Regions from separate parts of the Mus musculus genome. Here region 1 is linked to region 2. The links are chromatin contacts, called in public Hi-C maps. All regions are on one chromosome and are shown on one strand. The core of a region is the stretch at or near the end of the contact, and the rest is flanking DNA. Distances in the headings are between cores, read along the strand shown.

Region 1 (6,863 bases), core at 1,565-4,064, 150 kb after region 2:
TGACTGTATCTTTACGTCCTTCAACTGAGGGCAGGGGGATAGAGCAGTGATAAAACCCCCACTCCTCTCAACTCACTCCTTAAATCTCCCTCTTCATGGGCCCCCTCCCTCCTAAGCTCCTCTGAAGCCCATCCCTCGCCAGATCAACTAGTAGGACACCGGGATTTGACCTGGTCCTAGAGGAGCCAAGAAGCTGTGTTCTCCAGTGCAGGTGACGAGTGTGAGCTTGTGGACCTTAACACTTTCCACGATATATATGCAAGAAAGACATAGAAAGTATGGCCCATGCCTCCCTTCCTCCTGCATGCCTGCCTGCCCTCAGCTCCCCTACAGCTTAAGTGGAGCACCCGCAGTCTCTGCACCCCCACTCCCAGTGATCCTAAACAAACACAGAACTTCTCACTGTCTGAGGGAGGGTATCTTCCAATTCCAGACCCCAAGAAACCTCTGATCAGGGCAGAGAACAAGGAGAGCGTCCTAGAAGAGGGCCATGGCTGTCATACATACATCAGAAGCTACTGGGGCAATCCCCACACTAACATGATGAGGACTTTCACATAGAGCTACCAAATCCTACAGACAGAAATCCGCTCAAAGGTCCTTCTGTACTCAGCCCTGAGAACTGAAAGGGGCCAGCCATTAAGTGACTTGCTTCTTGACATCACTTCCAAACCCACTCTGAGACCTCACCCATCCTGACAGAATCTCGTGGCTAGCTGAATGGTTCGGCAAGGCAGCTTTCCTCTCTGATTCCCAGGACACACTTAGCGGTCTTAGTGACCATGTCCAGTTGTACGGGACTAGGGCTACCACATTGAAATAACAGTTTTCCTGCTGTTTGAAAGTGATATGCAAATTTCCCATGTACATATCCCTACAAATAGCCCCTTATGATCTTATTATATTCAAAGATGTCCTGAACATCACTACTATTATTTTTAGTCCAGAATTAAATGTAATGGATTTAAAAAAAAAATGAGTTTTAAGACATTTATACACTAGGCATGACTTGGTTAGCGTTAAATGGTCAGAAGTACAAGAAACAATTATTTATGCCAGTTGTTTAAAGAGTAACAGCAACAAGCTTGCTCAAAGTTCTTTGATTTTATGTGCGAGTTTGTGCCTACTATAAATATTTCTATAATTGTTTTCTATTCCCAACTATTCAAGTGAAGTCTTTAAAAATCTGAATTATTTCTGGTGCTGTGCTAGAGTGAGTTATTTGCATTTGAGGACACAGCTTTCTGAGTTGTTTGTCCGTAGCCTTTAACTTGCCCACTTTAGGTGTACAACCAAATAGGACCTCTGAGTCTCTGTACTTGACAGTGAGCTCCAGAGTGTCAGACCCATGTAGCCAGACTAGAATCTTCTAGAAAGAGGAGGCATTCATCTGGTCGATTCCCCATCTCCTGAAAGGTTCAGCCATTATAGGATGTGATGTGCTGAGTCAAAGGAACCAGCTTTCTGCGTGTCAAAGCCAGGGCTGAAGAATAGGAAACTGTAATAACTTTTGGGCTTATTTAACTTTTGATTTGGTTTGGTTTGTTGGTTTGTTTCAGATAGCCTCACTACATAGTCCTGGTTGGCTGGCCTCAAACTGCACCGAATCCTCTAGCTTCTAAGTGCTAGGATTCCAGACATGCGCTACCACACCCAGCAGTGAGGCATTTTGAAAAGGAACTTGCAGCAGGGAGGCTTTCGAGCTCATTTATAACCTTCTCGTTCTGAGGAACTAAGTCCTCAGAGAATTAAAGTAAAGCAAGCCGTGGGCTGTTCACGATGAAAGTTGCTGCCACTCAGGAACTTTCTGGAAATATATCGTTGAGAACAATCTTAACTTGCTTCTCATCTAAACTCGAGTTTTTAGGAACTGGTGAAATGGCCCGCCTGGTAAAGGTGCTTTACTAGCAAGCCTGACGGCCTGTGTTCAGTTCCCAGAATGTGCGTGGTAAAGAAGAATACCAACGCTCACACATTGTCCTCTGGTCTCCACACAGGCCAGTGCTATGCATGTGAGTGCCATGTTCATGCCATGTGCATACAAACTATATAACTATATAAATGTTAAAAAAAATTCAAGTGACCAAATTCACATTTTTAAATTTACTGGCGCTGAACAGGTTTGTCTGGGAATGACGAGTTTTTAAAAGAATAAAGTTCTTACACTGGATTTCCATTTTGGTTTTAAGGTGATTTGAATAGGTTTGCACCCCCCCCCCCCCCGCCCCCAGACTCACGTGTTTGAATGCTTGGCCATAGGGAGTGACACTATTAGGAGGTGTGGCCTTGTTGGAGTAGGCATGGCCTTGTTGGAAGAAGTCTGTCACTGTGCAGATAGGCTTTGAGGTTTCTATGCTCAAGCTCCACCCCTGTGGGAAAAGAGCCTCCTCTTGGCTGTCTGCGGAAGACATATTCACCTTCTAGCTGCCTTCAGATCAAGATGTAGAACTTTCAGCTACTCCAGCACAATGCCTGCCTGCATGCTGCCATGCTTCCTACCATGATAATAGACTGAACCTCTGAAACTATAAGTGAGCCCCAACTGAATGTTTGGCTTTATAAGAGTTGCCTTGGTCATGGTGTCTGTTCACAGCAACAGAACCCTAACTGAGACCGGTGAGTTCAGCTAAGATGAAAACAAGACAAAAAAAAAAAAACAGCCAGAGGAAAACGAGGACTGTGTTTATAAGACATCGTAGTGAACTCACGACACATTTTAGACTTGTTTCCTCATACTCCAAGGCGAAACACTTCCTTCTCGGAATGTTTGTGTGTGAGACGTCCAACGGTCATCTCCCCTTATAGTCTATCAGATTGCTTTACAACTCGGAGATTGACACAATGCAATATGCACTTGTGGAAACTAAGCAGGAGAGTGTGCCATCGATGGGACATGTGAGACGCTTTCTCTGTGGGTGGGGCTACTGGGATTGTAATCGCTGAACACATAAACCATGGAGAGGCTCTATCAGAGCAGGTGCAGATGCCAGCATCATTCTGGACATAAAAATACTAAATTTAAAAGATAAATTAAAGGGACTGTTAGTGGTTTTTATGTTGATGAATAGATGAACAAACAAAAACCACAGTGCAATGAACTGTATGGCAAAGAATAAGACAGGTGTGTGTGTGTGTGTACATTTTGTGCATATATCTTGTGTGTATAAAAATGTATTTTTTAAAATATTTATTTAAATATTCCTTGTTCAGGGAAAACCTCAACACACCCAATCCCCAGCCGACACTAAGGCGCCTGCTAGCCGTAAAGCTCTGAGTGCACATTCCTGAAAACAGACCCACGCTTGATACCCACAAATACACTCTCCTCAGTCTCTACTTCTTTCAAAATGCTCAAGAGATCCATTACAAATTGTAAAGTATTAAACAAAGGAGACCAAAACAAAAGATAATTAGTTTAGAGCTCTGCAATTCTAATTAATGTCGTTAGGCTCTATAATGCCTGTTACGATTCTCTCTGCTTTGGGGTTCAGCAGAAAGAACGGCTTACCAGGCAGCTGGGCTCCTAGCACTCTGCTGTCCTCTCACAGACTTGAGACGAATTTCTCTTCCAAGCTAGAACATGACATACCATGGTCCATGGCTAAGTGCCCAGTGGGGTTTTCCATAAGACTTCTCCATTTCACAGTCCCTCATAATAACTATCGTCCACCAAGCGCCACAACATATAACATACAAGAAGCCTTCATGCTCATCATCTCTCATTCAGTAACCACAAGCCATGGTGAGAGCTACTCTTGGTTCTAGTATTCCCCATTTATAGATGAGAAAAGTTTGACTTTCACAGGTTTACAGCTTGTAAGCAGCAGGGGCAGTAATCACTCCTGCTCCATCTCCACAACCCATAGTGATTGCACACCCCTGTCTTTGTGCTGATAAGCCTAGCCCTCAATGGCTGAGCCATCACTCCAGCCCTCCTGCACTGTCAAGAACCAAGTGCAGTGAGGCATCTATCTCTGTAACCTCAGCATTTGGGAGGCAGAGAGGCAGGGGCAGGATGATCATAAGTTCAAGGTTACCTAATGAGTTCAAATCCAGATGGGGATACATGAAATCCTCCCATCCTCCCTCAGAAACAAACAACAACAATAGCAAAAAAAAAAAAAAAAAAAAAAGGTAAAAGAGAGAAAAGAATTCAGAATCTACTTATCCAAGAAGATCATTGTAAGTCATTCAAAAGGAAATACAAAATTACATCAACCATTGTTATCTCCTGTGGTTTGTTTACATCCCTGATTGCCGTTATTATGGGGCGAGTTTGTTAAATATTCTAGGTTAGCTTTGCATCTACAGATCTCTAAAAGATGACATGAGTGACAAAGACAGCAAGGACTGTCTGGAGACCCAGTAACTTAGTTCATTATTGTTCTGGGCCCTCCTCCAAGTTTCCTTAGCCCATCCCAGAACCCTTCAGACCCCACCCCACACCCTACCATCAGTTTCTGCACTTCTGGTTTAGGGTTGACACTTAAAAGCTGAGAACAGAAAGGAGAAGTGTTAGTTGAAAATTCTATCACCTTTTGGCAACCCTGCTCCAAGAAAATCTTCACAAAAGCCAGTAACTCTAGACCCCAAAAGGTTGTATTTTAAGCATAACTTTTTACTGTCATGGCAACCACTCTTAGCTTCCCAAGTCTCCGTCACTTTTAAATGTTCAACTATATAGTGTTTATTATACAAAGAAAGTCAATTCTGCTAAAAAAAAATAATAAGATTAAAAATATGTGATGGTGTAGATGCATGTGGTCTTTGTGAGGGTCCACCACGGTGTCCCTGACCAGAGTTAGGAGATGCAGAAGGTGACTGCACAGCCTACCAACCTCATCTTCAGACACTTGCAGAGTAGATCTCAGATTCAGGCATGGCTCTGTGAATACGTGGACAGAGGGTTAGATTGTTGGTTTTGATGAACAAATGAACCTCACCTTAGATGATGCAGAAAAGAATCATTCTAAAACAAAGCCAAAAGTCAACTGGATCAGGTCACGCTGAGAGGAGATAGCACCCTACTACGAAGTGTTTCTAAGTAAAATCGGTCAGGAAATAGGAAGCTGAGAAGACAATACAGCTTGTATCTTTAAGGTGTCTTCTGCTGAGAATATATTTCGGAAGCATTCATTCATATTGTTTTGACGATCCTTATGTTATTATCGGGCAAGAATAAATGCCTGTGAGATCATTTTGCTTTTAAAAAACACATATATTGAACAGCTCAGAAAATTAAAGAAAACAAAAATAAAAAGTCTTCCTTCATTTCATTGCTTTCAGGTTCTTCCTGCACATAAGGCTTTTTTTTTTAATAGCTGTAATTATACTGGGAATATAATTTGCTCTCGTGAATGACAGGGTGCATCTTCACGAGCGCGTTTCCATATTCATCCATTTGCCTCATCAATACCTAGGGCTGGTTGTGCTTGAATCTTTTCATCTGCAACCAGACATAAAGAAGGCTTTTAGCATTTGGGCCTTTGTTTTGTTTTGTTTTGTTTTGTTTTGTTTTAACAAGCAATAACTCCTCTTCAATTTTTAAGATGCATTGTTTAGGACTGGTCTTCAGAAACAGAGGACAAAATGATGACGGGATCTGTGAGCTGGGACCTGGTGCCTCAGACACACAGGAATTTCCAAGAATGACAGGTGCACCTGCACTCTCTAAGGCACAGACATCTACCAGCAGACATTCAAACCCAGCCACAAAAGCGGGGTGTGTGGGGGGGCATAGGGAAGCCCCTTATGGCTGGACAGGCAGCTATGAGGAGCCTGGGAAGGTTCTGGTTAAATCTTCCTCCCTTTCATTAGCACTTCTTGGGCCTTCATTAGCACATACAGCAGGACACGAAAGCATCAGGACTGGCTGCCTGTTTATAAGTGGACTGTGATGGGCTCCTCCTTGGTGCAGCCCCTTCTGTACTTGTAAATTACAGAGAAATAAAACCAATAGCAAAGTTTGACCTGCAGGCATCCAGACAAGGCCGTGGTGAGCAAATACCTGAAACGCGACCATCTCAAGCTAATCTGGTTGTTTATCTGGAAAATAGCACATATCCAAGGTGGCTTCATTTTTACTGTTGTCTCCCCTTCTAAGCAACCAGGGTCCATAATGTGCTGGTAAGATGCGAGCAAGCATGGGAGAGCAAGCCTCCTGTGGTTAGGATGCTGAAAATCAGCAGAATAGAATCAGCAATGGCTACGATTAAAAAACAAAAAAAGAAAAAAGCCTGTCCCTCTCCTGACTACACTACAAGACATGAAGAAATATCACAGAAAGATAAAAGGAATACACGAATATTAAATTTCTTCTTAATCATCCTTTTGCAGGGAAAAAGATAAGTACTTTTTTTGTGTGTGCGCAGGGAGATAGCATCTTTTAGTAGCTGCGGGACAAGGTTACTACCATCCTCCTGCCTCTCGGCTGGGGAAATGGGATTAGAGGTCTAAGAGGGAAGAGCTTAAGCTGATTAGGCAAGTGGGCAGTCCTGAGGGCAACTATGCCAGAGAATAAAAAGCTCCTGTGAGCCACTGTCCTGGAGAGGAAGAGACCGGAGCCATCCGTTCTAAGACCTGAGTTTGCGATGTATAATCTCAATCTTCTGTATTCAAAGTGGACTCCAAACGGCAGCTGCCAGCCTTAACTTGGCTGGAAAACAGATTCTGCACCCTGCAAAGCCAGATCAGAACATGTACCACTCCTCTATCCACTCATGGACAAAGGCAATAACGTTTATGAAGGACCTGCCACACTAGGCAGCGTGGATATAGCAACGGAGGACCTGGACAGACGTAGGAAGTTTAGTTTACAGAATTCATTTTTTAGCCCATGAGGTAGGATTGTAAGTTATAACAGA
Region 2 (6,884 bases), core at 3-2,502:
TGCCAAGGGAAGCAGGTGCCAAGCAGGTGCATCTTTGCACCACAGACCCTGGAGGCTCCACAGAATCCCTGCTCCATCTCAACACATTGTTTCAATTTTGTTTCCATTGACAGTGAGAAATGTAAGGAATTACTGTTTTTACTTTAGAATATTCTTCCACTATATGGATATGAGCAAAATGTTCCCTTGCTCTGTAGATCCACCATTATAGCTGGATTTGGTTTGATTTCTCTAGTCAAAAAAAAAAAAAAAAGCCATGTGTAAAGAATGACATTGTGAGACATCCCAAGAAAAGAGAATTGTAGCGAGGTGTTATCCAAGTTCTAACAAGACACAAAATGTCTATAGCAGGCTAGTGTTTTTAGTCAAGATTGTCCACACAAGGTCTTCCACCTTTCCTTGTTTGAAGTGCTTTAATGTAGCAGAACAAAATACAATAAACAGATTTTTTGGTCACAATGGATTGTTGTCCAGTCCATCTTTTGGCATTAATGCTTCCTTATTTCTAATATTTGTGTGGAAACACATGGAGAATGAACCACATCCACATTTACTATTTGAAATGGCCCAAACTATTCGGACTTGTAAAGTGCTTAACTTAAAAGTTAATACTGAAAGGACTTCTGCAGGCTAGACAGAATTTATCACCGCACCTACTAAGGGACCACTTAGCCAGCTGTATGTGATTCTTAGTGAATAGTAAGGGCTGGTGCAGACACCTCTCATGTCACCAATAGCTTCATGCAGTAAAAACTGAATGAACAGGGCTATGTTCACAGACAATTGAGATGCCTCTTCAAAGGCCCCTATATCCCCCAGGGAGGGAAATGACACACAGATTAGCCAATGAAAAGGAAGGGGGTGGGGGTGGGGCTGGGGCTTGGGCAAGAGGCTACAGAACACTCTACTGGAGATGGAAGAAAGGCTGGATTCAGTTGGGTCTCAAAAGGGAAATAATGATAAAACAAGCAGGAAAACCTTCAAGACTCCTGTAGGCAAGGAATACAGTTATACATGACATGGAACCTAGGAGAAAATGACAGTAGCCCCTGATGTCTCAGGAAACTGATCAAACTTAGGCTCTTGGGAACAGAAGGCAAGAACCAATGGGGACTTACCTTGATATCAGTAGCAATTCAGAAGAGGAAACAGATGTGGGAGATACTCTGGAAGCTTAACATATAGTACTCCGTGCTTGGCCAGGTATGAGGGGAAATGTACACTGGTTGAGATCTGACACTATAGAGGATGTGGTAGCAGAAGGTTACTGATAGTAAACTGGGATTGGTTAGAGGTTTATACTATAAACTTTAGAGTAGTCATGAATATATGTGTGTGTGCGTATGTATGAATGTGTATATGAATGTATACATATGTGTGTGTGTGTGTTTTTTTGTGTGTGAGTACTTGTATATATGGCTAAAGAGTGTTCTCCAAAAATCCTCTTCTCATTACAGGTCTAACTGAATGTGACTTTATTTGAAAATAGAGTCCTTACAGATCAGCTAAAGTTACACACTTTAAAGTTAAAGTACTTGGTGGTCCCTCAACCCAGAGATTGCAATTTTTTAAAAGGGAAAGTGGATCTGCAGACCACACACACACACACACACACACACACACACACACACACACGGGAGAGGGTCACTAGGACAGAGGCAGAAAATGGGGTGTTATAGCTATAAACCAAGAGACTCCAAGGACTTCTGATAATGAACAGAGACTAAGAAAATGCATGGCAAGTCCTTTATCTGGAGCCCGACTCTGCTGACACCTTAATTTTTAATGTCTATAAGTAAGTATCTGTTGTTTTAAAACATACTGAGATAATTTGTTATAGGTAACCCGTGAAAGCAATGTAGCTATTAAACCAATCACGAAGATAAAATAGAGTAATTAAAGATATTTAATTATCCTCAAAGTAGGCAGAGAAAAAAAAAAACTGGGTGTGGATATACGTATGGCAGTAAGCAGTATTTATGAATCCAACTGCATGTAAATTAGTAACAATCCCATTAGGTATAAATGGTATAAGATCTCCAGTGAAATTGGCAAAGATGTCACAGCAGATAAAAGGAAAGGCTCAAACTCCTTGATGCCACAGGAAAGCCCGTTTTAAATGTAAGCACATGGATGTGCTGAGTCAAAGGTTGAGGGACACCATATTGACACTAATCCAAGAGATGGCTACACACGGATAAATCAGAGCAAAATTAGTACTTTGTGATTCTCCCCAGCACCAGGTAAAAGGTGAATATAAATTATTTTCTAACCACATTAGATATTAGTTTCTCCATATTCTACCAGCATTGGTGGAATATTTTTTTCCTTTGAGACACACCCTACTGTGAACAGATTCTATAATGACTGGAGTTTTAAGATGCTCTCCTCTCTTTGGACCTGTGCTTATAAAGTTGATTGACATCTTTCCTTGGGGGAGAAAAAGTAAATATAGCCAGCAAGAGAAAGTGAGTTGACGGAGACAGCAGCTTAGTTGGCTTAGCCCTTTTTCCCTCATTAGATTTTCCTACGTTGTAGCTCTGGTTACCCAGAAACAGATGAAAATGCTGGTAGCCTGCACTGAGACGTGTACAGCAAGATGGCTGGGATTTAAAAGACAAGGTAATACAAAGATGGAAATGTTCTTTTGCGAAGCTGAAGGCATACGGCGTGCAGATGAATTATGCATAACCCCTAGAACGCTGACACATAGCAGTAACATCTCTGAAATCCCAGAGAGGAAAGTCTTCTACCATTGGATTGCACGAGAAAAAAACCTTGGTCATTGATAAATATCGGATTGTCTGAAATTATGTAACCTTGGAGAAATTATTTACCATTTCCTTATCTGAAAGCGGGGCAGATAATAATAACTCATCACGGGCCATTGTGGTCATTTTCTTTAAATTGTATTGGAAATTATTTCCTTGAATAAAGGAGACAGAAAGTGTTGCAACAGAGCTTCGGGTAAGTTGTGCTGTCAGGGAACAGTGACGCTTTTTAGATAATTGGATATTTCCTTTTTATGTACTAAGGCTTATTTTTAGTTCTTTTTTTAAAAAAAAAAAACCAGCTTGTGCACCAATACTTATAACATGTACTGTAAGTGCGCTGTGTTCGTAAACAGACTAAACCATAATACTTTTCGCAGTTCCTCCATGGTTACCATGACTCTGAGTGCTTACGCTATTTCTATCCAGCGGGCTTGTGAGCGATTAGATAGGGCTCCTGTTCTACACCCTAAACAGCCTCATTTCCATACCATCAGTGAGCCTGCAGGAGTTTTCTCCCATTTTCTGCAGACTTTTAAGCTAACAAACCAGGCTGCCTCAGGTGATGGCTTTGTTTGCTCTGGGTAGAAGGTAGAAGGGGTTTGCAGCTGGGGTGCTTGCCTGGTGCTCAGCCTGACCCCAGCTTGACTGACTGCCTTGTTACCTCACCTTAATAACAGTGGCTAAGTGGAAACTCACAGGAACTTCCTTTTGTTAGTTTAAGAAACAAAGGGGATTTGATAAGCTGGGAAACCTCCTCTCTGGGTAGCATATGCTCTTGCAGTCTCCCATTATGTACATAAGTAAATGAGCGGAGCCTTATTGAAAGACAGAGGAAAAGAGAGCCACATGGCATTCGAAGCGTGCCAGGAAGCCAGGAAACACTGGCATCCTACGGAAGATTCAATTAGTAACCTTCAACTATGCTATAAGAAAACTCTCCCCGAATTATATTTTATATAAATACATTAAGCTCAGTTTGCTACGCCGACAGCTGTCATCATATGAAGGGAACAAGCAGATGCCCACGTATTGGGCAAAATTTATAATGTGTGGGGCTGTGAACCAGGCACAGTGTATTTGACAATCCCCTGGCTACAAAGTAAAATGGAAGTTACGGAAGTACATACATTGGCAATCGTAGAGAAATAAGCAGCATAATTCCACCTTAGATGCTTACAGATGAAATAATCATTGATTCATTAACTGAAATTCCAAGATATTTCTGACTGTAGGATCCTGTGAACACACAAGTTCCTTGACAACACCTTGCAGATTATTAACTTCTACCCTGAAGGGACAGAGGGGGATATAGCTCAGCTGCTGAGAGCGCTTGCTTGTCTAGCATGCACTGAGCTCTGGGTTGGATCCCTGGCACCACATACAAACGAGCTGTGGTGGCCCACACCTGCAATCTAGCACACAGAGGTGTAGGTACAGAAGGACGAGAAGTTCAAGTTTGCCCTCCACAACATGAAAGTGCAAGGCCATACTGACTATCTTTGACCTATCTCAAAAAAAAAAAAAAAAAATCAATCTTTCAACGCTACTCACAAAAGGTTACACATATACAGTAGCAATGACCTGCCAAGCTCAATGTGCAATCAGCCTATAAAGCAAAGGGTATGCACTGACAATGCCATTACTTAATCCATTACTAAATGGCTCGATGATAGTTTTTCAAGGGAAACAAACGCATTTAACGCTGCATGGCTCCACCCTGCAATCCATTCACCCCCTTCAGCCTTCAACCCCTGCCGTGCCTCATCAGTGGAATTCTAGTCAATTATCGATATCCCACACCTCCAGAGTGGCACCTCTACCCACCGGCAGGCTCTGTGTGCCTCTCTTGGCTCATTAGTCTCTCTCTCTCTCTCTTTCTTTGGTTTTTCGAGACAGGGTTTCTCTGTATAGCCCTGGCTGTTCTGGAACTCACTTTGTAGACCAGGCTGGCCTCAAACTCAGAACTCAGAAACCCGCCTGTCTCTGCCTCCCGAGTGCTGGGATTAAAGGCGTGCGCCACCACGCCCGGCTCCATTAGTATCTCTTGATCCAAGTCTTGTAGCGGGGTCTTCAGCGCTGTTGTGTTTTCCAGGATGTCTTTGGGGCAAAGCAATCCCTCTCTGCTCTCACCTCCATGGTAACAGTGTGTGCTCTGAGAGATGCATCTTGGATGATTTCCTCCTTACACGGACGACACCACAGGAAATATTTATATAAACCTACCCACTACGTACCTTGGCTGTGTGGTGCAGCCCATTCCTCCTAATCCAGAATAAACAAGACAACACAAGATCAAGTTTATAACAAGAATGTCTGTCTATCAAATGTCATAAATGTATGGTGCATATACACACTAACATGCTTTTATACATATACATACATATATATATATATATATATATATATATATATATATATAAAGGCATTACATTCTAAAATGATAGTAAGTGTAGTGAATACAGAATGTAGGCCCACATCTGTTTATCATGATGTCATTTTAGATACATGCTATTCTTTATTTAATAGGGCTGATGAAACATGTTTACAAAGTGCCATCCCAAACCAGTGATTGATGTGTTCTGGCTTTAACCTTATTAGGTGAGAGTTTTTAGTCCCATTACCATCTCCTGGTTCGCATCGCATCCACATATACAGTTTGTCCTGGGCTGAAGCACGCGGGGGGGGGGGGGGGAGCTGCTTTTGGTACCATTATATGTGACCTCTAGATTTTGCCCATGATTTCCTATCTGCCCATCTCTCTCTGTGCTGGGAACCTCCTTAGGCCACACTGTACCACCACACACCCACAGAAGCCCATCCTAAGCTTGCACAGGATGATGCTATTTAAATATAACCCGAGGGAAATGAACTACAAACCACATCATGAAAATCCTAGGCATTAAGAAAAGCAACCAAAAAAAAAAAAAATCCTATTTTTAACATTGTCTTACACAGAACACTTCCTTACGGCTATCTGTAATAATTTTAAGTTTAGGAGAAAATGTTTGAGCTTAGCCTGCTCTGCACAAACTCCTTAAATGTTAGCTAGTAAGTTTTAAGAGCATGAAATGACTCCCCCCACCCCCCGTGGCTTTATATAGAACCATAATAATTGTAACATGAGCTCAGTGCCTCTGTGAATGCCTGTCACCAGCCCCTGCTGTGGGATTCCACCCTGTGGCTTATTATCAGCCGCACACAGAACAAATGTGGTCAATCTATCTTTGAAAATCTGCTTGCTGTGGGGGCCTAGGAGCGTTTTTAGGGTCTTATCTGCACTCAGGACTCTGGTTGTTAAGTGAAAATTGAGAAGCAGGGCTTCATATTCTAAACAATGTCACTGTACATTTTATAGAGCTTGTGACATTCCGCAACTTCCAGGACACTGTTCTGTATCCGTGACACTAAGGAGAAGTGTTTTTATTTAATTTTCCTTGGTACACCCAGTCACTTTAGAAGAACCTGGGTGGCTTTTCCTAGTGGTGGCCACATGGACTTGGTGTACTTCCCCAGAGCAGTAAGAAGCGGCTTGGGAGCTCAGCTCTGAGCAGGCTGTGTAATTTCTTCTCTTGGCTGTAACAGTCATCTGCCTTCTCTGGGGCTATCTTGGTTTGGAAGATGGAAGGTATTTATTTTTCTTCCACATCCAGATCTAGAAGGAAAAAAACTAGCTTTGGATCCCAGCCAACTGTTCTTTGTTTCAAAAATCAATATACGCCTTGGAGGAAACAATATTAGCAAGGGGCCACACCCCCTGAAGCTCCTGGCATAGTAGCCGGTCTAAGAAGCCTGGAGATGAGCCTGCAGAGGGGAGCTGGAGGAGCATACTCTACGAACCTCCATGACTGCAATCTGCAGCCGACTTTGCTTATCTCATCGGTGGGAAAACAGCATGCGGCAGATTAGAACCTAGCTCTAAAAGCCACTCTCTGCACCATTCTTTATCAAACTTCCTTACTTGAGCCACTGCAAAGATGACAGTCATTGCACAGTCTCTGATAAACTCCCACCATCCCCTGCAACTAGCGTTGCAATGACCGGTGAACTCAATCGAGAACAAGTAAGAACATCTGCTTCTTATGTTGTTGTTTCTACAACCCAAAGCTATCA

Evidence for each region. A called contact is a pair of places that touch in the nucleus more often than the background predicts.
Region 1: a Hi-C map of the G1E-ER4 cell line shows a contact between it and region 2, with 4 times the contacts expected there. The contact joins two enhancer-like sites. A contact is called at or near these places in 1 of 39 promoter capture datasets (the C10 cell line), 1 of 484 Hi-C or Micro-C datasets (the G1E-ER4 cell line) and 3 of 115 datasets of contacts at active chromatin or transcription factors (large pre-B cells, pancreatic cancer cells and stem cell-derived neural progenitor cells).

Annotation. Positions count from the first base shown.
Region 1 is chr11:108,291,692-108,298,554 of GRCm38.p6, forward strand. All of the region lies in intron 2 of Prkca (protein kinase C, alpha), which reads right to left. Among named protein-coding and RNA genes, the nearest start is that of Prkca, 49 kb to the right of the region's middle. Within about 2 kb of position 2,815, at least 16 of the 459 cell types and tissues checked have an H3K27ac peak or open chromatin away from gene starts, as enhancers often do. A contact at or near this core is called in the G1E-ER4 cell line, where this site is marked.
Region 2 is chr11:108,142,734-108,149,617 of GRCm38.p6, forward strand. The region is part of intron 3 of Prkca (protein kinase C, alpha); the gene reads right to left. Among named protein-coding and RNA genes, the nearest start is that of Gm11655, 27 kb to the right of the region's middle. Within about 2 kb of position 1,253, at least 3 of the 459 cell types and tissues checked have an H3K27ac peak or open chromatin away from gene starts, as enhancers often do. A contact at or near this core is called in the G1E-ER4 cell line, where this site is marked.